Regions from separate parts of the Mus musculus genome. Here all the other regions are linked to region 1. The links are chromatin contacts, called in public Hi-C, HiChIP or PLAC-seq and Micro-C maps. All regions are on one chromosome and are shown on one strand. The core of a region is the stretch at or near the end of the contact, and the rest is flanking DNA. Distances in the headings are between cores, read along the strand shown.

What was found. A called contact is a pair of places that touch in the nucleus more often than the background predicts. HiChIP or PLAC-seq counts read pairs in DNA pulled down with a chosen protein or histone mark.
Region 2: a contact with region 1 is called in a Hi-C map of the N1E-115 cell line, with 5 times the contacts expected there. The contact joins the promoter of Ppif here to the enhancer-like site in region 1. A contact is called at or near these places in 4 of 39 promoter capture datasets (the 3T3-L1 cell line, cranial neural crest and stem cell-derived epiblast-like cells), 2 of 484 Hi-C or Micro-C datasets (the N1E-115 cell line and muscle stem cells) and 1 of 115 datasets of contacts at active chromatin or transcription factors (bone marrow-derived macrophages).
Region 3: a contact with region 1 is called in an H3K27ac HiChIP or PLAC-seq map of the NIH/3T3 cell line, with 4 times the contacts expected there. The contact joins two enhancer-like sites. A contact is called at or near these places in 1 of 39 promoter capture datasets (the 3T3-L1 cell line), 6 of 484 Hi-C or Micro-C datasets (cerebellar granule neurons, cerebellum, cortical neurons and 2 more) and 4 of 115 datasets of contacts at active chromatin or transcription factors (the NIH/3T3 cell line, embryonic fibroblasts, fibro-adipogenic progenitors and 1 more).
Region 4: a Hi-C map of the N1E-115 cell line shows a contact between it and region 1, with 8 times the contacts expected there. The contact joins two enhancer-like sites. A contact is called at or near these places in 1 of 39 promoter capture datasets (the 3T3-L1 cell line) and 2 of 484 Hi-C or Micro-C datasets (the N1E-115 cell line and uterus).
Region 5: a contact with region 1 is called in an H3K4me3 HiChIP or PLAC-seq map of embryonic basal ganglia, with 3 times the contacts expected there. The contact joins the promoter of 4931406H21Rik here to the enhancer-like site in region 1. A contact is called at or near these places in 3 of 484 Hi-C or Micro-C datasets (large pre-B cells, myocytes and nephron progenitors), 1 of 115 datasets of contacts at active chromatin or transcription factors (embryonic basal ganglia) and 1 of 9 other capture datasets (embryonic stem cells).
Region 6: a contact with region 1 is called in a Micro-C map of palatal mesenchyme, with 2.3 times the contacts expected there. The contact joins two enhancer-like sites. A contact is called at or near these places in 1 of 39 promoter capture datasets (the 3T3-L1 cell line), 3 of 484 Hi-C or Micro-C datasets (cerebral cortex, embryonic fibroblasts and palatal mesenchyme) and 1 of 115 datasets of contacts at active chromatin or transcription factors (the NIH/3T3 cell line).
Region 7: a Hi-C map of the N1E-115 cell line shows a contact between it and region 1, with 2.4 times the contacts expected there. The contact joins two enhancer-like sites. A contact is called at or near these places in 2 of 39 promoter capture datasets (the 3T3-L1 cell line and hippocampal neurons), 2 of 484 Hi-C or Micro-C datasets (the N1E-115 cell line and embryonic fibroblasts) and 3 of 115 datasets of contacts at active chromatin or transcription factors (double positive thymocytes, fibro-adipogenic progenitors and pancreatic cancer cells).

Annotation. Positions count from the first base shown.
Region 1 is chr14:25,225,414-25,228,106 of GRCm38.p6, reverse strand. No RefSeq gene overlaps it. Among named protein-coding and RNA genes, the nearest start is that of Gm32379, 15 kb to the right of the region's middle. Within about 2 kb of position 1,331, at least 221 of the 459 cell types and tissues checked have an H3K27ac peak or open chromatin away from gene starts, as enhancers often do. A contact at or near this core is called in the N1E-115 cell line, the NIH/3T3 cell line, cerebellar granule neurons and 10 more, where this site is marked.
Region 2 is chr14:25,692,800-25,695,492 of GRCm38.p6, reverse strand. It overlaps Ppif (peptidylprolyl isomerase F (cyclophilin F)), which reads right to left and starts at 1,323. Exons shown (of 6, transcript NM_134084.1): 1 at 1,070-1,323; 2 at 1-20. The coding sequence starts at 1,261.
Region 3 is chr14:24,791,766-24,794,458 of GRCm38.p6, reverse strand. The region is part of intron 3 of Gm31838 (a long non-coding RNA gene); the gene reads right to left. Among named protein-coding and RNA genes, the nearest start is that of Gm31838, 12 kb to the right of the region's middle. Within about 2 kb of position 1,363, at least 104 of the 459 cell types and tissues checked have an H3K27ac peak or open chromatin away from gene starts, as enhancers often do. A contact at or near this core is called in the NIH/3T3 cell line, cerebellar granule neurons, cerebellum and 3 more, where this site is marked.
Region 4 is chr14:24,823,205-24,825,897 of GRCm38.p6, reverse strand. The region is part of intron 2 of Gm32008 (a long non-coding RNA gene); the gene reads right to left. Among named protein-coding and RNA genes, the nearest start is that of Gm31951, 5.8 kb to the left of the region's middle. Within about 2 kb of position 1,372, at least 48 of the 459 cell types and tissues checked have an H3K27ac peak or open chromatin away from gene starts, as enhancers often do. A contact at or near this core is called in the N1E-115 cell line and uterus, where this site is marked.
Region 5 is chr14:25,585,428-25,588,120 of GRCm38.p6, reverse strand. It overlaps 4931406H21Rik (RIKEN cDNA 4931406H21 gene), which reads right to left and starts at 1,317. Exons shown (of 1, transcript NR_033492.1): 1 at 1-1,317. The region is part of intron 6 of Zmiz1 (zinc finger, MIZ-type containing 1); the gene reads right to left. It overlaps Gm32497 (a long non-coding RNA gene), which reads left to right. Exons shown (of 4, transcript XR_003951081.1): 4 at 1-2,693. RefSeq lists an enhancer at 1-2,693.
Region 6 is chr14:24,899,565-24,902,257 of GRCm38.p6, reverse strand. No RefSeq gene overlaps it. Among named protein-coding and RNA genes, the nearest start is that of Gm41110, 10 kb to the right of the region's middle. Within about 2 kb of position 1,362, at least 54 of the 459 cell types and tissues checked have an H3K27ac peak or open chromatin away from gene starts, as enhancers often do. A contact at or near this core is called in cerebral cortex, embryonic fibroblasts and palatal mesenchyme, where this site is marked.
Region 7 is chr14:25,515,999-25,518,691 of GRCm38.p6, reverse strand. The region is part of intron 2 of Zmiz1 (zinc finger, MIZ-type containing 1); the gene reads right to left. Among named protein-coding and RNA genes, the nearest start is that of Mir3075, 17 kb to the left of the region's middle. Within about 2 kb of position 1,326, at least 190 of the 459 cell types and tissues checked have an H3K27ac peak or open chromatin away from gene starts, as enhancers often do. A contact at or near this core is called in the N1E-115 cell line, embryonic fibroblasts and pancreatic cancer cells, where this site is marked.

The DNA.
Region 1 (2,693 bases), core at 82-2,581:
ATGTGTCCAATATTGGGGCCTTTGGTGTGGAGGAGCTGGGAACCACTAGCAGTCAAACTCTGCTGCTGTTCCCAGCTCTGCCCAGCTTGCTAGCTGTCTGCATTTTCCTTTGCTTTCAGCCACGGTGACTTCCAACAGTGCTCTGCAGAATCTCCAGGACTTCCCAGAAGAGGCCCGTCAGAGTCTGCCTTACATGTAAAAGTTCTGCTTCAGATGTTTGTCATCTAAGAGATCCTGCCGTTAAAGTCCATGCCAGAAAAAAAAAATCAATGGATAAGCTTTCCAAGTTCCCATGTGGCTCTCTTACCACCCTGGGTGACTAACATGGCCTGGTTTGCCACACACAAGTTTCATTTTATCTAACCCCATGTTAAGATGACCACACCCAGATAAGCTAGAGGGTCGGTACCCTCAGTTTTAACATTCTGCTCTTAAAAGACAGGCTACCGTCTGGAGAGGTCACGGGGGGGGGGGGGGCGCGGCAGGCTGAACACTGGGGCTAGTGGCCTCTGCTGCCGTGGAAGTGGCAAGAGCCTCCTGAAGGAGTTGGGCAGGAGACCCCTAAGGCAACTGGGACAGCTACATGAGGCATGGGAGTCTCTGGAGCATAAGAGATTAGTTGATGCAGTCTGGATTGCTAGGACTGCTTCCCTGGGACTGGAGCCACTGGTCTGGTGTCAGGATCCAGAGAACCCTAATATCGTCTGCCTAACCCCACAGCAGCACATCCTCACGGATAGGCACAAGGCCAGAGATGTTCAAGGATAAGTCAGTGGCTCCACAGAGCATGTGCGGTTCAGGCTCCCTGCCCCACCAGACTTGCTCATCTCATCCGTGGAACTCCAGCTCCAGCTGTAGCCTCCCTCCTGGAGGTCAAGGATGGCACAAGGAAGGAGTGGCTTAGACACTAGCTGCTTCCCACTGGTCAGGGCTGCTACAGTGCTTCCTCTTGAAAAGAGGCTGGGAAATGGTGTGTTTCAGCTGAGTGGAACCAAATCAAGAGAGAGAGAGAGAGAGAGAGAGAGAGAGAGAGAGAGAGAGAGAGAGAGAGAGAGAGAGCACTCTTGTTTGGATAATTCGCGGAGTCCTCAGGAGGTTCTTAGAGGATTCTAAATACACTGGCCATCCAATCTCCCTATCACAGGAGCTTATGTCTCAGAGTCCCCTGGGTCCCAAGTGCCATAGATGCCAGGCTTGGCATGATCCACACTGCTGGGGTGCCACCAACAGGCTGCCGGAAACCCCATTTCTTTTCTCTTCCCAACAAAGCCAGATGGCAGGCAGTGTGACTCCATCTCCGGCAAAGTCCAGGGGACTTTGTCCCCTCCCTGCTTGGAAGGCTGTGCCCCCCTCCTGATGCACTTCCTGTGGCCCACAGCCCAGCCTCTCTGTGAGTGAGATCCGCCCTTCCCCCTCCCGCGCAAGCCCAGAGCGAGTCAGCCCATCTGGTTCTATTTCACTTCGTGTTACTCATCAGGATGTGTTTGCCAGGAGTTATTTGATGTTCAGGAAGAATTCTGAAGCTTTTGAAAAGAGGTAAATAAAATCCTTTATCCCCCAAAGAGTCGTGAAATTGTGTTTTGCTCAGGAGGTGGCAGGCAGCCATGTGAGGTCTGGAGGCCCCTGCCTAGCCAGGCACAGGGGCTGGAGTTTCAGGATTTGTTCTTCTGTCAGTCAGTCTGCATCTCCACTCCTCCAAGCCCTTCCTGATGCTCTCTGGGGATGCCCGAATTTGGGAACAGATGAGGGCTGCCTGTGGGGACAGCCCAGCCTGTCTCTTGCTCTTCAGCCAAGAAAGCTTTTAGGGAGCTCGCTCCTTCTGGTCCTCAGCCCTGTCACTCCACAGCCGTGCATATGAGCTCCAGGGGAGGGACCAGAGGGAGCCGTGTTCCCTGCCACAGAACAACCTGTGAGGGTGACTGACAGAGGGCCTGGGTTGGGGGAGCTCACCCCATCTGCTAGGGTCTGGATATCACAAAGCAAGGGAGCTGACATTCCTCCAAGCTCTTGTGAATGGCAACAGACATCATAGATGCTAGGAGACCCAGAAGGGCAGGCTCTGCCCCTGAGACTGTCCTACAGAGGAAGGTCCCACCCCCTTTAGCATCCATTTCTCCCAGAGTCCATGCAGCCTCCTATTTCTGCCCAGAGAAGTTTCAGTGCAATGTTGAAGTTATCCCTGACAAGGGCTGGATCCTCAGGTCTCCTTAATCCAAGGTGGACCCCTCTCTACCTTTCTGGGGGCCCTTAACCGTCCTGTTGAGAAGAGACCAATATTTGTATGATTGGTTGCTGCTTGGTCAGAATCTGAGGGTTTACTTCCACCCAAAACATCCCTATTCTATGCAATGCCCCCCACATAAGCAGCCAGGCAGAGGAGTGTGGGCTCACCCCTGTACCTCTTGATCTGTCCTCCCTATTTACAGGGATGCCAGAGGGCTCCTCCACAGCCCGGGGCAGTGTCATCTCAAATCCTACAGTACGTGAGGCTTCCCACCCACTGCATCCCTCGTGACAGCTTACAACCCTGACTATTAAACATTGATCACTCAAATTTAACATCCTATCTTCCCTTTGATATCTTCAACTGCTCTCTGCATAAGACAACAAGCCTCTTTCTGCAGCTCCGTATGAGGGAGACTTCAAAGACTTCTTCCAGGTCCCTCAGCACTGCAGTTCTGGGATTCTGCCAG
Region 2 (2,693 bases), core at 74-2,573, 470 kb before region 1:
GGCACGACATCTGCCTTTAACTATGGTGAAGGAAAAGGAACAGAAAAGGATGGTCAGTCCAGAAGCAGGTGCAAAAAAGATCCCCCTCACCATTCACACCCAGAGGCCAGGGCATCATGACAAAGAAGAACAGGGCCATTCCCTTCCATGACCACCAACCCTCCTCGGAACTGCCAAAGCCACTATCGTTTCTGCCAGCTGCTTCCTGAACCCAACCAAAGCTTGCTTGAGACAGCCTTAGTTTCTTATCCGAAGAAACTAGTGCCATCCTGGCCCACTTCCGGGACAGAAATGTCAGCTGGAGGCCCTCGGCATGAGTCCCTGGACCAAGAGTAAGTATCACATTAGAATTAGCTGACCTTCCTCAGTGCTGGGGGAAACTGAGGCTCACAGAAGGGAAGGAGGGGACCGTCATCCAAGCCTGCCTCATGCCTCTCAACTTCTCTTAAGAATCCCTCTTCACCAAACAGAGTTGGGGAGGTACTCCTCATTTTCCAAACGAGGAAAATGAGGCATAATAAAAAATGCCAGCTCCCCTCCCCCAGTAGATCGGCAGTCTAACTGGTACCTTTGTTCAAAGCAGAACAGCCTAAAGGCTCCTGGGATGGCCTCCTGATAACCTTGGTGTCTGTTTCCTACTTTTCTTTTTAAGGGTCAAATCTCAGGGAATGGAGAGGGCTTGGGCAGCCAGAACCTTCTCACTTGCATTCCCTGTGTCTCCTCTTAGGCAACCAGGCCTTGGGGGCGGATCCGGAGTGCGCTCAGGCCACCACGTGAGCACCTGGCAACACCTGGACCTCAGCTACCCACCCCAGAGCTCTGGGTCCAACCTCGGACGCAGAGGGTCTAGGAAGCCCAACGTCGGTCCAGGCCGGTCAGTGGGCTGTCACTCAGTACGATCTGACCTTGACCTTTTCCTCCACACCCCCCAGGGTTTTGAAAAGCCCCGAACGGACCAAGCTGATGCCGCCTCTTCTGAGAGAGGGAAACTGAGGCTCAAGGTCACCTGATGTGCCAGGCACAGTACAGGGCCCGGGAAGTCCAGGTTTTCCAAATGTCCAAGCCTCACCTCCAGCACCACGCGGCCGAGCGGCTGTCCATCGGCGCCCACGTCCAAGTACACGAGCGGGTTCCCGGAGGAAGAGTTCGCGCCGCGGGCTCCGCCGTCGCTGCAGGTACGGGTCGCGGAGAGGAGCAGCGGCGCGGAGCGCGGGCCGGAGAGCAGACCGAGCAGGCGGGGGCCGCAACGCAGCGCTAGCATCGCTGTCGCGGGTCGGGCGAGGGCGCGCGGAAGAACTCAGAGCAGACACAGGCAAGGTCGTACGACCCAGGAAGCGATACCTAGGCCGCGCGCCGCCGCCTTTATTGGTCGGCTGGCTTCGAGACCACGCCCCCCTCCACGCCTCCGCCGCGCCCCCTCGGAACCTGTTCGCTAGCGTCCCCTGCCGGTTGCCGCTGGCAGCGTAATCGGCTCGTGCGTTGTGCCCCGCCCTCCATCCCTACACACTGAGCCGGAAGTCCTTTGAAAGTGCTTCTAGATCAAGAGAAAGGTTGATCCTGAGATTCAGAAAGACGTGGGGGGGTGTAGGTGGGGGAATCTGAGGTGGCTCAGAAAGGGAGAGATAACAGAAAGAACAGAGAAGCAGAGATACAGTCTAAGACACCCACAAGGTGACCTCAGGCTGCCGGCTCCAGGGCTGAGTTTGTCTCCTTTTGCTTCTAGAGACCAGATCCTCCGCCAGGACTGAAAATACAGTTTGCCGAACCAATAGTGCATCTGCCAGGCCTCAGTCCCAGCCCACTCTGACAGCCCTTGTCTGTTCCCACCACCTCCAGCCAGGCCAGCAGAGTGCGGGGCTAGATTTACACCCCCTGGAATGCCCCCTAGATTTACATTCACCTGGAATAAACTTCCTTGCCAACTGCACCACACCTGCAGGTAACTTCCTAAGCAACCATTCTCTAGGGATGCCAGGAAGTTGGCAGTGTGTGATATAAAAGGAAAGGAGCCTGCAGAAGAGCCACAGGCAGGACTTTAAACCCTGGTGCACTGGGCACAGCACCAGCCTGGGAATCAAATGAATGCCAGCCAGCGAGAGCATGTGAGCCAACACAGTTAGGAAACTGAGGCTCAGAAAGAGAAAAAGGCTCTAACTAGGGCTAGAAAACCCTGGTTCCCTACTGCTGGATTCAGCCAGTCCTGCAACCAAGGAAGCGATGAGAAATTACCCTGCTTTCTACTCATACCTGTTCTGAGGATAAACAAACAAGAGAGAGAAGCATTTGTTAACTGTTAAATGCTGTTCTGTGTTCAACAGCGATGGGCATAGCCTAGACTGTGTGCTCAGAGCATAGCGGGGAATCTCCAGTGCAAGGTCCCAAGGTCCTGAGAGGCGGGAGCAGGAAAGGAGCTGAGAGCCTTAGGAGCCGGGGAGCCTGGCCTGTCCCACCCAAGATTCAGTTGGGGGGTGTGTGTGTGTGGAGAAGCCATGCTGGTCCAAGTAGTCTATGAAATCAGGGCATGCTCCCCGCCTCACACATGGCAGCCTGAACCCTCTTGTGATGGTCCACAGCTCTCTGCTTTGTGCTACTGGCCTTGATGGGTTGTATACCAGTCCCTAGTCTAGGGTGGGTCTCACCCAACCCCACATAGGGCCCCGTCTTTTCTTGTCAGTGTGTATCAAAGGGAGCTG
Region 3 (2,693 bases), core at 114-2,613, 430 kb after region 1:
TGTTGTTACTGATGTAGGGAACTCTTCCATGGTTTTATTCCAAGCATGTTTTAGAAAGGCTGCTGGAAGGACCTAAGGATAAACAAACATAGCCAGACACCAAAGCAGAATGGTTGTCTTCCACACAGTTCAGAGACAAAAGGCGCTGTGACAGGGTCTCAAAAGATTACCAATCAAGCCCTGGCCCCACCTCATGCTTCTGCCCTTTGATGTGCATTAGCAGGTCCCCAGCCTCTGGTGGTGGTCTACAGCCTCTTCCCTTGTAGTCTAGTCGCAGAGTCCAGCCATCCTGAAGCCAGCCCCTGATTCTCAGAAGCTCCTGCCCCACCCTGCCTGGTTACACCCTACTGCATACGCAGAGCCTGGATGCCAGACGCCAACCTCCCCCAGAGCTGGGCTCTGAAAACAGACCAGGCTACAGAAGTGTGGATCCAGGTTCTCTGCCCCCTGTGTGAGATGCCAATGGAGGAGTCTAGGGATCTCTGATGCTTTCAGCACCCTCTGCATGTGTGCCCTAGAGAGAAGAGAGGGGATATTTGCATCTCTGTGCCTGCCCTGGCCACATCCCCAGCCTAACCTCCAGCCCTATGAGCTGATGCAGGAGGAATTTATTTACGGGCTCATTATCCCTGTGACTCACGGCCAGCTTGAGTTGGGGTGTAACGAGGAGCTGGGGAGTGGTCCTGCAAGAGACTGTGCCCATGAGGCCTGGGAGGATGCAAGCCAGGATCCACAGGGCCTCACCACACCCAGAGCCAAGAGGGCAGATGGGAGGAGTGCAAAGGAAATGCCAGCCCTCCAGTTTGTCTTGGCTCTCGCAATTCTAGGCCTTTCCCAAACTCTGGGGTGAGTCCAACACAGAGGCCTCAAATGGAAGGTTTGGCTGGCAACTGTACGTCCCCAAATGTTCCAGGGAACTCGGGCGGATAGAGAAACACTGACAAACATCTTTCCAGTTTCTTTCCCATCAGGAGATCCCTGCCCCTTGGCCCTGCTCCATCAGCCCCCTGGGTGGGAGGTTTTACACAAACACAGGCTATGGCCATGAACTCATTCAAACATCTTTTGCAACCATTACTCTGTTCGCAATGAGTTTAACTTCATCCACTTTGGAGAGAAAAGCAAGGGACTCTATGAAGTGAGGCCCAGTCAGGGAGAGATTAACAATATTAACTAATGATAAAATGCAGCAGTTTAACATGATGTAACAAAGGTGGCATTAATATGTCCTTCTCCCTCTTCAAAGGCATCTCATCGCACGCTTCTTGTACACACATCTGCACTACTGCAACAGCTGACGTGACCACTGAGATGGTTATGACTAGTGGGAGGGTAGTATACACAGTGTGGATACGCGGGACAAAGGAACCAATCACATCCCAGGCAGAACTGAGCACAATGGCAGGATTACTTCATGCTACTCAGAGTAGCACACAATTTGAAACATTTATGCCTGGAATTTTCCATTTAATAATTCCAGGACATGGTTAGTCAACAAGTAACTGAAACAAAACAAAATCACAGTGAGGGAAGGGGGTGGGGGCTGCCTCCTCTCTCTGATTGCTGTCTGGATGTACATTGATACTGTACCTGTCAGAAAAACAGGAGCCACCCAGCTCTTTCAAGCAGGAAAGGATTTAATATAAGAAGTGGGTAAATTGTAACACTGGCCATGATTTCCCTCCGTTCTGTACCTAACACGATGGGAGTTTAGATGAGGGTAGGTCATGTGACTTAGCTTGCTTAAGAAAATATGACAGATGTCATACTATTAATAAGCTGAAGCCTCAAGAGACCTGACATTTCCCCACCAACCCTCCTGGAACCCTGCACAGTGCACTGCATGAACCCATGGCTAAGCTCAGTTACTGCTATGCAATGAGAGACCATCCAACCAATCAGCAGATGGGTCACCTTGTAAACAGATACAGATGCGTGAGTGCGCTCCACCAAGACCAGCGAAGCAATCTGCGGAGCCCAGCCCAGGCTCCAGTCCAATCCACAGTGTGGTGGGTTAAGTATATAACTGTCACTTTCAACACCTAAGTAGGAGGGTGGTTTCTAACTGATACAGAACACCGGGGACAGACAGACAAATGAACAGTGCTGGTACATCAAGTGTAAAGGTTCTGTACAAAAAGGAAGATGTTGCAGGACCAGCAGACACTGCTGTGGGGACTACAAGCATCTCTTCTAGTGTCTTTAAAGTATCCTATCTACCTAGTCCCACCCATCTGCCCATTCTAGCAGGAGGACAATGATATGGCTTCTGCTTCCTTTCCACTTCTGAATCTTACACCATTGCCTCCTGTTGAAATATTATAAAATTCATTCAAAGATCCTTGGAAATGTAGTTCTCAGAACTACAAAGAGAAGGTCACAAAAGCTGGAGACATAGGTCTACATTGCCAACCAGTAAACTCAACCCAACAACTAGTAACCAGGCCCAAGGCCCCACTATGTCCTAGACACTCTTCTGAAAATACTTAGTGGGGAGATGAGAGGGCTTTCTGCTCCCTGTCCTCCTTCCACTGTGCTCCATTGGCTCTAGGTGTCTCTTTGAAGTGATACAGGCACTATTAGCCCATTACATCCTCAGCCATCTCTACCAGTCCTAGTTCTGATTGATCCTTATGGAGGCCAGACGAGTGCATGTCTTCACCAACCTCTTTGGAGTGGACCACAGAAGGAGG
Region 4 (2,693 bases), core at 123-2,622, 400 kb after region 1:
TCAAAGTCTGCTGAGGCTCAGGCTCCATGAATGCAGATAGATGCCGTCCACTGCTATAACTTTGCCTGATGGTTCCGAGTTCACCACTGGTAGATGGAATACAGTGAGCACGGTCCAAGAGCTACTGGGGAATCCCAAGACTCAAAGAGATTCTGACATATCACCCGATTCCCAGATCAGTAAAACCAGCTGGAACCCACAAGAGAAATCCATACCAATAGGGCATGATGGTAAGTGCCTGTTATCATACCAATGGGAAGATAGAGGAAGGAAGACTGGGAGTTTCAGTATCAGCCTTGTCTACATTTCATGGTTGAGATCAGCCTGGGCTATATGAGAGCCCATCCCGAGGGAAACACCTTGCCTGCTAAAAAATGAAGAACCCTTTTGAGGCCTTGGGGAAGGGGTAAAACCTTTGGTCTCTTCTGCTGCTGGCTTCTCTGTACCAGTGGTTGAACAGAGGTCCCTACTATTTAGTGTAGTCTGCTATCAAAACACAACCATAGATTGTATTTCAAGAATGTGATTTATTTCCCGCAATGCCAGTGACCAGAAATCTAACATCAAGGTGATGCTGAGTAGACTTTGTTCCCAGGCTAATATACTTGTCTCAGGCTGTGTGCTGTGTAGTCACAGGAACGCTTCTTTGTATAACCTTTTGTTATGAAATTACCAGTCCATCCAGAGGTCTCCCCTGAGACCTTACCTAACCCAAATTTACCTTATGAAAGCCCCATATTCAATTATGATCTCACTAGGTATTGAGGCTTCAATGTATGAATCTTAATATATGAAACATTCAGTCACTAATACTCCCCCAAATGAATGTCTACCTAGGATATGTGGATATGACATGGTTTGGGATAGAGATACAGGTCTTCAGGAATGTCAATCACTTATGGATCCTGAGACCCTGTCATGCTAGGGTACCAGAATGGCTCGATGTTCGGATCCAGTCATGGTGGAGCCAGCACTGAGAAGACAGAGGCAGCAACTTCAAGCCAGGGGCAGCCAAGGGCAGCCAAGGACAGCCAAAGACAGCCAAAGACTGCAGTAAGCCACCAGAAGTTGGGAGAACAAGGAAAGACACCCTTTCCAAGTTCACAAAGATATTGCTGTCCTATACCCACAAAGGTCATGAGTTGTTAAAGCTTGGTCCTTAAGCAATGGTTAGAGACTTTGGGGAACTGACTACCTCATGAGGACCTTGACCCCATCAATGGATGACTCCTAATTTGATGACATTATTGGGAAGTTGGGGACACTGAGAGGCAGTACCTCAGCTGGGAAAGTAGGTCATTGGGAGTGTGCACTTGCCTTTGTGCCTGGTCCTTTCTCTGATCTCTGTCCCTTTGTTTCCCAGTTGCCATGAGACAGAGCAGCTTTCTCCCACCACGTGGGATTCATCCTAGTCGCTGGCACATGACAACAGAGCCAGCCACCCATGGTTGTACAAGCACAATCCACAGTAATCCAAGCCCCCCTTTAAGTTGGTTTCTTCATGTATTTAGTCCCAGCAGTGAAATCTTAATACCAAACTTGAGTTGGCACTTTGGTGCTATGAGAGAAGACGCTGTTATTTCTATACAACCAAGTTTGTGGTCATTTGTGGAAGCCTCAAGAATGAGCCTCAGTATCTGTAGCAATAATGACAGCATCCTCTGCAGCAATAATGACAGTGCCCAGTACAGAGTAAATATTAATGAATGTAAGTAGCTGTTAGGAGTTAGATGCCACCTATGCCCATGGATTCTACCCCATCGGATTTAACTCTCCTTTCAAAGGCTAGGATGTTCTCCTTCCACCTTTAGGGACCTGAAGGTGAGAATCGATGCTCACCTAAGCACCCCCAGTTCCATTCCCTGCCTCTTCTCCCATGGGCTTAGACTGCACTGTTCCCATAGCTGCCTTCTGGGACAGAAATCCACGAGATGGATACAGGCCATGCTATGACAGAGCCTCCCTCACTTGCCCTAGAAGCCTTCATGTACCCCTGTCATTCTCTAACATATTCATTAAAAATAAATGCAAGGATCTCCTGAATATCCCAGGACATACTTATAGCTAGAGATAGTGTTTTAAAGATGGTGTATCCTTAATGCTCAGACTTCACACTGGCATCTCCCCTCAGACTACCTTTTTTTTTTTTTCGCCACATTCCAACCACCGATCAGGACTGCATTTTGTGGAAAGGGAATGTTGAGGGCAAACTCTGTCTTCCTTGTAGATTTTTTTTTTTTTGAGACCCTGGGTTCTTGTAGAAGTCCAAGCTCCTAGTCCAATGGTGAAAGGGTCTGCCTTTCACCAGGCTCTGGCTCCTGCCTCCACATTCCCCTGGAGCTGAGGGGAGATTGGAGGTACTATCATGAAGACTGTGGTTGCTGTAACCATCCAGAGCGCATGCTTCAATTACACACTCTTCGGGTCTCTGGTGCAGAGAAGCCCACGTCAGCGCTAGGGAGTGTTCTCTCCCACATCATTACCCAGCTTTCCATATTCTCCTCAGTCATCTGCAAGCTGTGGGCTGTAAATCCTGCCCGGGGGAGGCAGGGGCAGTGGAGCCCGCTCTACCTTCCCAGATGCGTGGGAGGGATGGCTCTGGAGCTTTTCCCTCCCTGCTCTGGCTTCACCAGCTCGCTCGCAAAGGACAAGGGAACAGCAACACTTCCCAAATCACTCCCAAATGTTCCTCT
Region 5 (2,693 bases), core at 68-2,567, 360 kb before region 1:
AGCACTGAGAACTATAGGGCTGGAGTCTGTCTGTCCCTCTCAGAGCCTCGATTTCCTCCTCTGTAAATGGGTGTGCTAACAACAGAGCCCCAGTGACCTCTCCCATGGCACAGAGAACACAGGTTTTGGCCACAACACATATCTGATGGTTAGTCAGTTCCCACAGGCTGGCAGTAAAATCCAGAGCCATTTCCATGGGATCTGGCCTGGGAGGGGCGAAGGCCCGGCAGAAGGAAGGAAGCCAAGCCCTCCCCCACAGCCCAGCTCTGCAGAGTTCACATGGGGGTGGGGGTGGGGATGGTGTCCAGGAGGAAGTCTGTCCCTGGCCTTGAGAAGGTGCCCCAGCCTGCCAGGCAGGCTGGTGTTTCAAGGACAAGGCCTTGCCTTCCTGCTATCTCTGGGGGAACTGGCAGCCACTAACAAATCCCCTGCAATCTGCACCCACCAATCCTGCCTGCTCGCTGGGCAGCCAAGAGCCGTTTTTCACGGGGAGCTGCACACAGCTTTGTCTTAGAGAGACAGCTCTGGCGGGTGCCCCTGAATGGGGCTATTTGTCCTCCATGCTGAAGGGAAGGCAGCTGAATGCTCTGTTGGGGTGGGCAGAGGCAGAGAGGGTGGAGAAAGGCTATGGGGGAGGGTGAAGGTAGAGATAGCAGCCACGACACTATGAGAGACCAGAAGTGCTGTCCACCACGGAGGTGTCTCAGAGTCACCATGCAGCTCGGTGAGTGCAAAAAAAAATCTTGTTTCCACAGCAATGGGACACTGGTATATGACCGGCCTTCCCTGGTGTAAAGAGCCCTGGCTGGTAGAAGTTGAAATGACCTGACTGGTTTTGGGTGCCTTTGTCCCATCCCAGCCCCACGACAAATTAACTACGGGGCTGCCACACTAGTGCCGTAGAAGGCCCCATTCCAGCCCCTATCCCTGAACTGAGAGCTCTAGAGTGAGACCCAGTATCTCTTAAGAGCCTCTTCCACAGATCACAGGCAGAGAGAGGCAAGGCATGTCTCAGTGTCTCCACTAAGACCAGCTGACATCTGACAGGCACATGACTCATTAGGGAAACAGAGCAGGCATGCATCTGGGGACTTAAAGCCAGCAAGCGACATTATTTCCACTCCCGTTCTGGGACCTGGGCTGCTGTACTGGAAGGTGTGCTTAGAACAGAGGTCAGAGGTCAGAGAACCCAGTAGACTTTACCCATCTTGGGGATGCAGACCCAAGGTTTCCATTCAAAGGATGCAGAACATCTGCGTGATGGTGCTACTCCACGAAGAGCAAGTAAGTGCACATAACTAACAGGCATGTCCTAAAACCACACAGCAGTCCCACGTCCACAGCCAGCTCTGGGCAGCCTGGCTGTGTTAAGATTGGCAAACACCCTCTGCCTGTCCCCACTTGAATCATTCCTCTGCCTCCTGTGGTCCCTTCTCCAAAAGCTTGCTGGTGCCTGTCAGGATGGCCTGGGTATTCTTGATGCCTCCCACAGTAGCTGGGTGCCTATTCTACCAATAGTCCCTTTAAACCACCCAAGCATCCAAGCATTGGCTATGCCAGGGAGAAAAAAGAAGACAAAAAAAAAAAAAAAAGCAGCTGGCACCCCCACCTGTGCCCCAGCCCCATTATGGATAGCTTGGGGCGCATCTTCCTTTCCTTTGGTCCCTGGGCTGCTTACCTTCTGGGCTCTGACATTCTCTATTCTGCTATTTCAACATGTGCTGGCTGCTCAGAGGGTCAGCTGAGGCTACATAGATCTATTCAAGCATAGACACCAGCGGAGGCATGCAGGCAACTCTTGGGGACCCTCGGACATGGCGACTGCCTGGTTTCTCGCTCCCATGTAGGCTGAACAGAAGGCTGAACCACTGAGTGAGCGCCCAAGAGGCTGACATTACAGTACAGCCTGCCAAGTTACTCTGGGCTGGCATGCGGTGGTGGAGGGGGCTGATGGGCATTGCTACAGCCTTGGAGGAGAGCCTGGGATGTGTCAGGTGCTGGGGGCTGGGCAGGTGACCTTCTATCTAGGAAGGGGTGGGGGGTGTGGGAGGGTGCAGCCGGCCCCTCAGGAGCCTCAAGATGAGGATGCAAGTGCATGTGCGCATGCGTGCTCCTGCTCCCGTGCGCGCAGAGGCTAAAGGCTGCAGCAGAACAAAGAGTTGGGGGCTGGGCATCAGAGGGCCCCACGTGGAGGCGGCTGCCTGGGCGGCTTGCTGTAGTGTCTGGGCTGTGCTCAGCTCTGCATTCCGTCTCTGTCTCTCTCATTTTCGTGCCATACAGTGCTGCCCCCAGGCCTGAGCCTGCTCACCGTCACCACCCTGCTCACTGCCACAACCACGCACACAGCCCAACTCTTTGGTAGCATTCTTGACAAAGCATCTCCCCTCACAACATGATCTCATTGCAGGGCCTTCTCAGGCCCCAGCCTGGCCTCCTGACAGGCGAGACAGAAGGCAGAAGGGTGGGAGAGGCGCCCATAGATGCAGCTAGTTGCGCGTGCACACACTGCTCAGCCATTCCGTAACAGTCATACACCACCCCCAGAACCCACACACATCTGTGAACACCTATAGGTCTCTGTGCACTGAAACCCCTCCACCATCACAGGACTCCTCAGGTACATGTGTTCATACTCAACAGTCAGACATACCAGGCATGAGCATACACGAGTATGCAAACAGACAGACAGACAT
Region 6 (2,693 bases), core at 113-2,612, 330 kb after region 1:
GCTACAACACAGTAACATTATTTTACAAATGTATAAGGGCAGAGATGAAAAACATGCTCTACTAAAAGACTTGATCCAAAAATTAATTTGCTTCTTTTCATTTTAAGAGAAATAAAACCATTATGTTTTGGTGGGTGCCAAGAGTATCGGGCCACAGGCATGTGTCCACTGTGCCTAAGGGAGTCCCTAGAAGCACCTACTGCCGGACCTATGCCAATCCATACCCTTGGCATCACAGGACCTCGGGAGTTAAAAGTACAGTTGTCCTCAGGTGAAATTGCCGAGCCCGGTGTGGGTGGCCAGCATTGGCCTTTGACCACAGCTGAGCAAATAAAACCCAGGCTACCTCCGAGGTTGTACTCAGCTCTTGCCTGCCTCCTGCTTCCTTGCCAGGGGCCCAGAATTTGAAAAGCATGCTGTCTGTGGCTGCCCGACTGCATGGCAGACACACAGGGCAGGCCCCCTTTTCCTGGGTCACACCAGGCAAAGCCAACTGGGAGAATAAAGAGCTGACTTTGTGGGCTGTATCTCCCCTTGCCTGGCCTGACCCCCTCCATTGGCCCACGACTCTCCAGGGATTCTAGAACATTCCGAGGGAAAAGACCTCATCTGTGGTAAGATACAGGACAGCCAGTCAGTAGCTTAACTGGTTTTCCTGGATAGAGAGAATAAACAAGGGCTAGCATGGTCTGATTAAGACAGGGGCCTTGGCCTTCTTCATCCCTACACAAGCCTGGCTCAAGTACATTGCAAACACCAAAGAACCCCAAAGGATGCCATTTGGAAATCATGTGTTGAGTGGTCTCTGAGCTCCAGTTTGGGAGGGATGACCATGGTCTTGCATAAATGGCTGGTCATGCAGTAAAAACAAACAAACAAAAACAAAAACACAACCCAGTGGGGTCGGGGATCCTCAGGCGGGGCTAAGAAAGAACAAGGCAGATGGGAAGCTTCCCAGAGGGCTCCTCAGTGGAAAAAGCAGGTCCTGTTCCAGGAGCCATGGAAAGGCAGTGGTGGTCATCCCAGGAACAAAATACAGTTACCACGGACAGACTCATCAAAACGTCTCAGTCACAGCACAGCCATCATGGCCACAGCTGTCATACGCACAGTGCTTGCAGATGCAGCTCCACTGCGCACCACTACAGGCATATACACCAGCATAGTCATGGGCAGAACGTGTCGTGCATACTCCATGTTACACAAAACATGCCACACGCTGTGTCCGGCCTGTGAGGCATCTCTGCTGAATCCATTAGCAGGCCAGCAAGCAAGGCCCTCCCCTCCATGGGAGCTCTGAGGCAAGCTAATCCCCACATACCTAGGATGTTAAATCATTGCTTCTGCTGTGGGCTGCCCAGGTACATCTGGCTCCGTTTAGTCTCCCCCACTGAGCAGAAACACATGTGGGCTCTGTGCTGAGGTGGGAGTCTGTGTGCACAGGCTTCTGCAGGCCGGTGGGGGCTGGGGGCCGCTGAGACGGGATGTAAGGCAGCTTTTCAGAAGTGTGGTTTTTGGCACACGTGTGTTCTGTGAGATATAATTGGGTTCTATGGAAAAAAAAAAAGGTTTCCTCAGAGAAGGGAATTTGGCAAACTGCACCGATCCAGGGTGAGCCAAGAATCATGGGCTTCCTCAGAGACTCTGAATAAAAAGAATTGTTTCCTAAATGTACATTGTTGGATTACCCGGAAGGAGACTGGTGAGTAGTGGTCAACAGGAAACCCAGATTTCCAGGGCTTGAAAGTTCTGGAAAGGTATCAGCTCCCACAGTAGGAAGTCCAGAGATGGGTACTTCCAGGACTCAGTGTTCAAGCATGTCACTGAAGCCAGCTACCTTACATTTTTCCCCCTCTGTAGTCTGAATTGTTTCCTCGCCGGAGTCAAAATGGCAGCTGCAGTTCTGGGTGCCGTCACAGTCTCCGGAGCTGCCAGCACCAGAACTTCTGTAGCTTGAGGGAGACATTTCTCAGCGATCCAACCAGAGACCTCTCTCCATATTTTATTAGCCATACTGCTGCCTAAAGCAGTTTGTGGAAGGGGGCTCACGGGGCTAGAACTCAGGACTGAAGCGACACTAACTACTTGCTCAAGGGACTTCACGCTATCCATCTTCCATCTTACTAGAGACCTTTGAGGATGCCCCAACTTTGAGAGATTCTTCTCTGGCCGCTCTAATTGCTGTTTAGTTTTCTGTCAACTTGGCACAAGCTAGGTCAGTTGGGAAGAGGTAACCTTAGTGGAGAGAATGTCTGCATCAGATTGGCCTGTCGGCAACCCCATGGAGCATTTTCTTGATTAGTGGCTGATGTGGGAGGACCCAGCCCACTGTGGGCAGTGCAACCCCTGGGCAGACGGCCCTGGGTTGATAAGAAGACAGACTGAGCAAGAGTGGAAGATAAGAAATAACTCAAGTTATCCTCTGACCTCTACACACCAGCCATGCATGAACATGCACATGCGTGTGTGCATGCGTGCGTGCATGTACACACACACACCACCAACAGCAGTAGCAGCAACAGCAACAACAATAACAAACAAAAATAAAATACAAAAAAAGCATAAATAGATGTGCCACTTGCTTGTCTATAATTTAAAGGGAATGTAATTTAAATTCCTGTTTTCTTACAGTCTGTGTACATTGCTTTTTCAGTTGTCTCACAAGTTACTGAGGCACAAATGTTCCCTAAGTG
Region 7 (2,693 bases), core at 77-2,576, 290 kb before region 1:
CCACGGGAAGCTGGAGGCCAGAGTCATTGGATCCCCCTAGTATTACAGGCAGTGTGAGTGCTGGAAAGCAAAGTTAGGTCCTCGGGAAGAGTAGTATATGCTCTTAACCATGGAGCCTTACTTATTTAATTTTTGTATGCGTTTGTGTGCACATAAGGTCAGTGTTGAGTGTCTTCTGTATTCACTCTCCATATTCTTTGTGTGTGTATGTGTGTGTGTATGTGTTTGTTTTTGAGACATGGTGTCTTACTATGTCTTACCAGCTCTGACTTGCCTGGAACTCACTCTGAAGACCAGGCTAGCCTTGAATTCACGGAGATCTGCCCGCTTCTGCCTCCCTAGTGGTGGGATTAAAGGTGTCTGCCACTACACCTGGTTTTCCACATTGGTCTTTTGAGACAGGGTCTTTCACTGAACCTGGAGCTCACCAGTTCTGCTTGACTGGCCAGCTGCTGAGCCTCAGGGCTACCTGTCTACCTGTCTCCACCTCCCCATCCTCCAGACTCAGTGTGTAGCAGAGGAGAGCCACAGATAGTTAGGTATTTCTAATGCATTTCTCTTATTCTTTAATAAATACACAGCATAAATAAATAAAACAAAATTTATGTTCTTTCGGGTTCTGATTTTAGAATCTAGTCACAAATGTCTTAAGTTTCTTGGGCCAAATTTCTACAAACTCACTACAGTGAAGTTTTGGCAGAAGAGTGTTTGCAGAGAAAACAAAGCAGAGAGGTTAGTGCCTGCCCTGAGCATATGACAAAGCCTAGGTCTCGGGTGCTGGGAGCGTTCAGCAGCAGCCTCTCTCCAGCCCATGCCTAGCCCTACACAATCTCTGGGCTTGGTAAAGAACCTCTAGAGAATGAGGCGACTGGATGAAGATGGCAATGCTGAAGTCTGGGATCCAAGATGGTGTCCTTTCCCAGGATTCCCTGAAGCCCTCCTCTTTCTTCCATCAGCCTCCTCTGGTGATCGTTGGCAGGGGCTAGAAGCATCAATCTCTCTTTGGATCATACCAGGAGCTCCAAGCATACCCCTGATGCTACAACCTCATTCCTGAGCCTTGATTCTGTGGACTCTAGCACAGGCCCCAGCCTTCTTTTGACCTTGGTCTCCCTATATATTTGTCTTTGGGATAGGCCTCGATGGTGTTGGTTCTAGGGCCTCACAGTTCTAGGGCCATCTGGGGCTTTGCAGCTGGAGACCCTGGCTGGGCCCCACTGCCTGCCTTCCTGCTGAGAACAGGATGTGGGTGTCAGGAGGTGAGGAGAGCATGGGGCCGGGTTGGGAGTGGCCTTGGGTTGGGACTTCCTGAAGCCAGATCGGTTTACCACAGTCAGTTGGGCTCAGGACCGCACAGCTGTGAGTTATAAATGGCCCTCTCAGAGCAGGGTCTAGAGGCCCTGATGCCAGTGGAGGCAGCAAGTGTCCATAGTGCCTACCCAGGGGTCTTCCCCAGCTAACGGCCTAGCCTCTGGAAGCCAGTTCTATCTGTCCTGCCCTCTCGAGCTATGAGTTCTCTTTATACCTCACTCTGAGATTACTGATAAGGGGGCTGACACCATCTTCTCCTTAGCCTTCAAGTGAGAATCCTGTGGTCTTGGTGACTAGGGAGATCCTTTTGAGCAAGGCCAATGACCTGACACAGGACACAGGGTCCCTGACACCAAACTGGGCACACAGCCAGCTACTCCAACGACAACCCAACAACTCAGCAACCTGCTTCCCATAGCCTAACTGCCTTCCAGTGCCCGCACCAGAGCATACACAGGGGAGGAGGGAGAGAGAGTACCGAGGTCTCAGCCTGCTTGCAGTGGCCCTCAGCTTAGCAAAGCAGCAGCAACTCGGCCTAGCGCCAGGCCTTGGTGTGATTCGCATCCCCGGCAGGAGGTGTTCTGAGGGCCCCTTCCCCCTGTGGGCTGCCTGGAATCAATCCTTCAGGCCATGCTCAGCCTGGGGCACACCACATGGTCAAGAATAAGAGGGACAGTGCCTCCTACTGGGACCAGTGAAGGGGGACACAGAAACAGGCACAGTGGCAAACTGTAGTTCAGGTCTATGACAGCTGAAGTTTATGGCATTTTGGAGGCCCTCTTGAAAAAATATGTAAAATTGTAAATGCCTATTTAGAGTTAGAAAAATCAGAACAAACTCCTGGATCCTCAGGGATCCAAATCCCATTTCTGGTGAGGCTTCTTTAAATGACTGACCAGAAATACTTATAGCGAGAAGCTCCCAATTACAACTTGTGACACCTCTCTACCTGTAACACTCCACAGCTCCCAGGAACTCCAAGTCTCCAGCCAGCTTCTCCCTAACTTTGCCAATCATCATCATGGTAACGAAACTGTTAATACCGACTAACTTAGGGCCATTAGCTGTACCATTCTAAGTACTTTATGTCAACTGACTCATTTAGTCTCATGACATCCTGGGAAGTACACGCTGTACCCATTTTAAAAGATGAGGAAACATAGAGGGACACGAAGAAAACAGCTCAAGGTCACCGCCAGGATAGGAACCCAGACAGGCTGGCACTGTGCCCTGACCAGTCCTCTCGGCCACCGCACCGAGAAGCTGGAGAGACTCCAAAAGCAGCAGCAGCAGCAGCAGCAGCAGCAGCAGCAGCAGCAACCAAGGGCAGATGCTAAGTATACCCATTCATGTATGCATTCATCCATGAACGACATCACTGA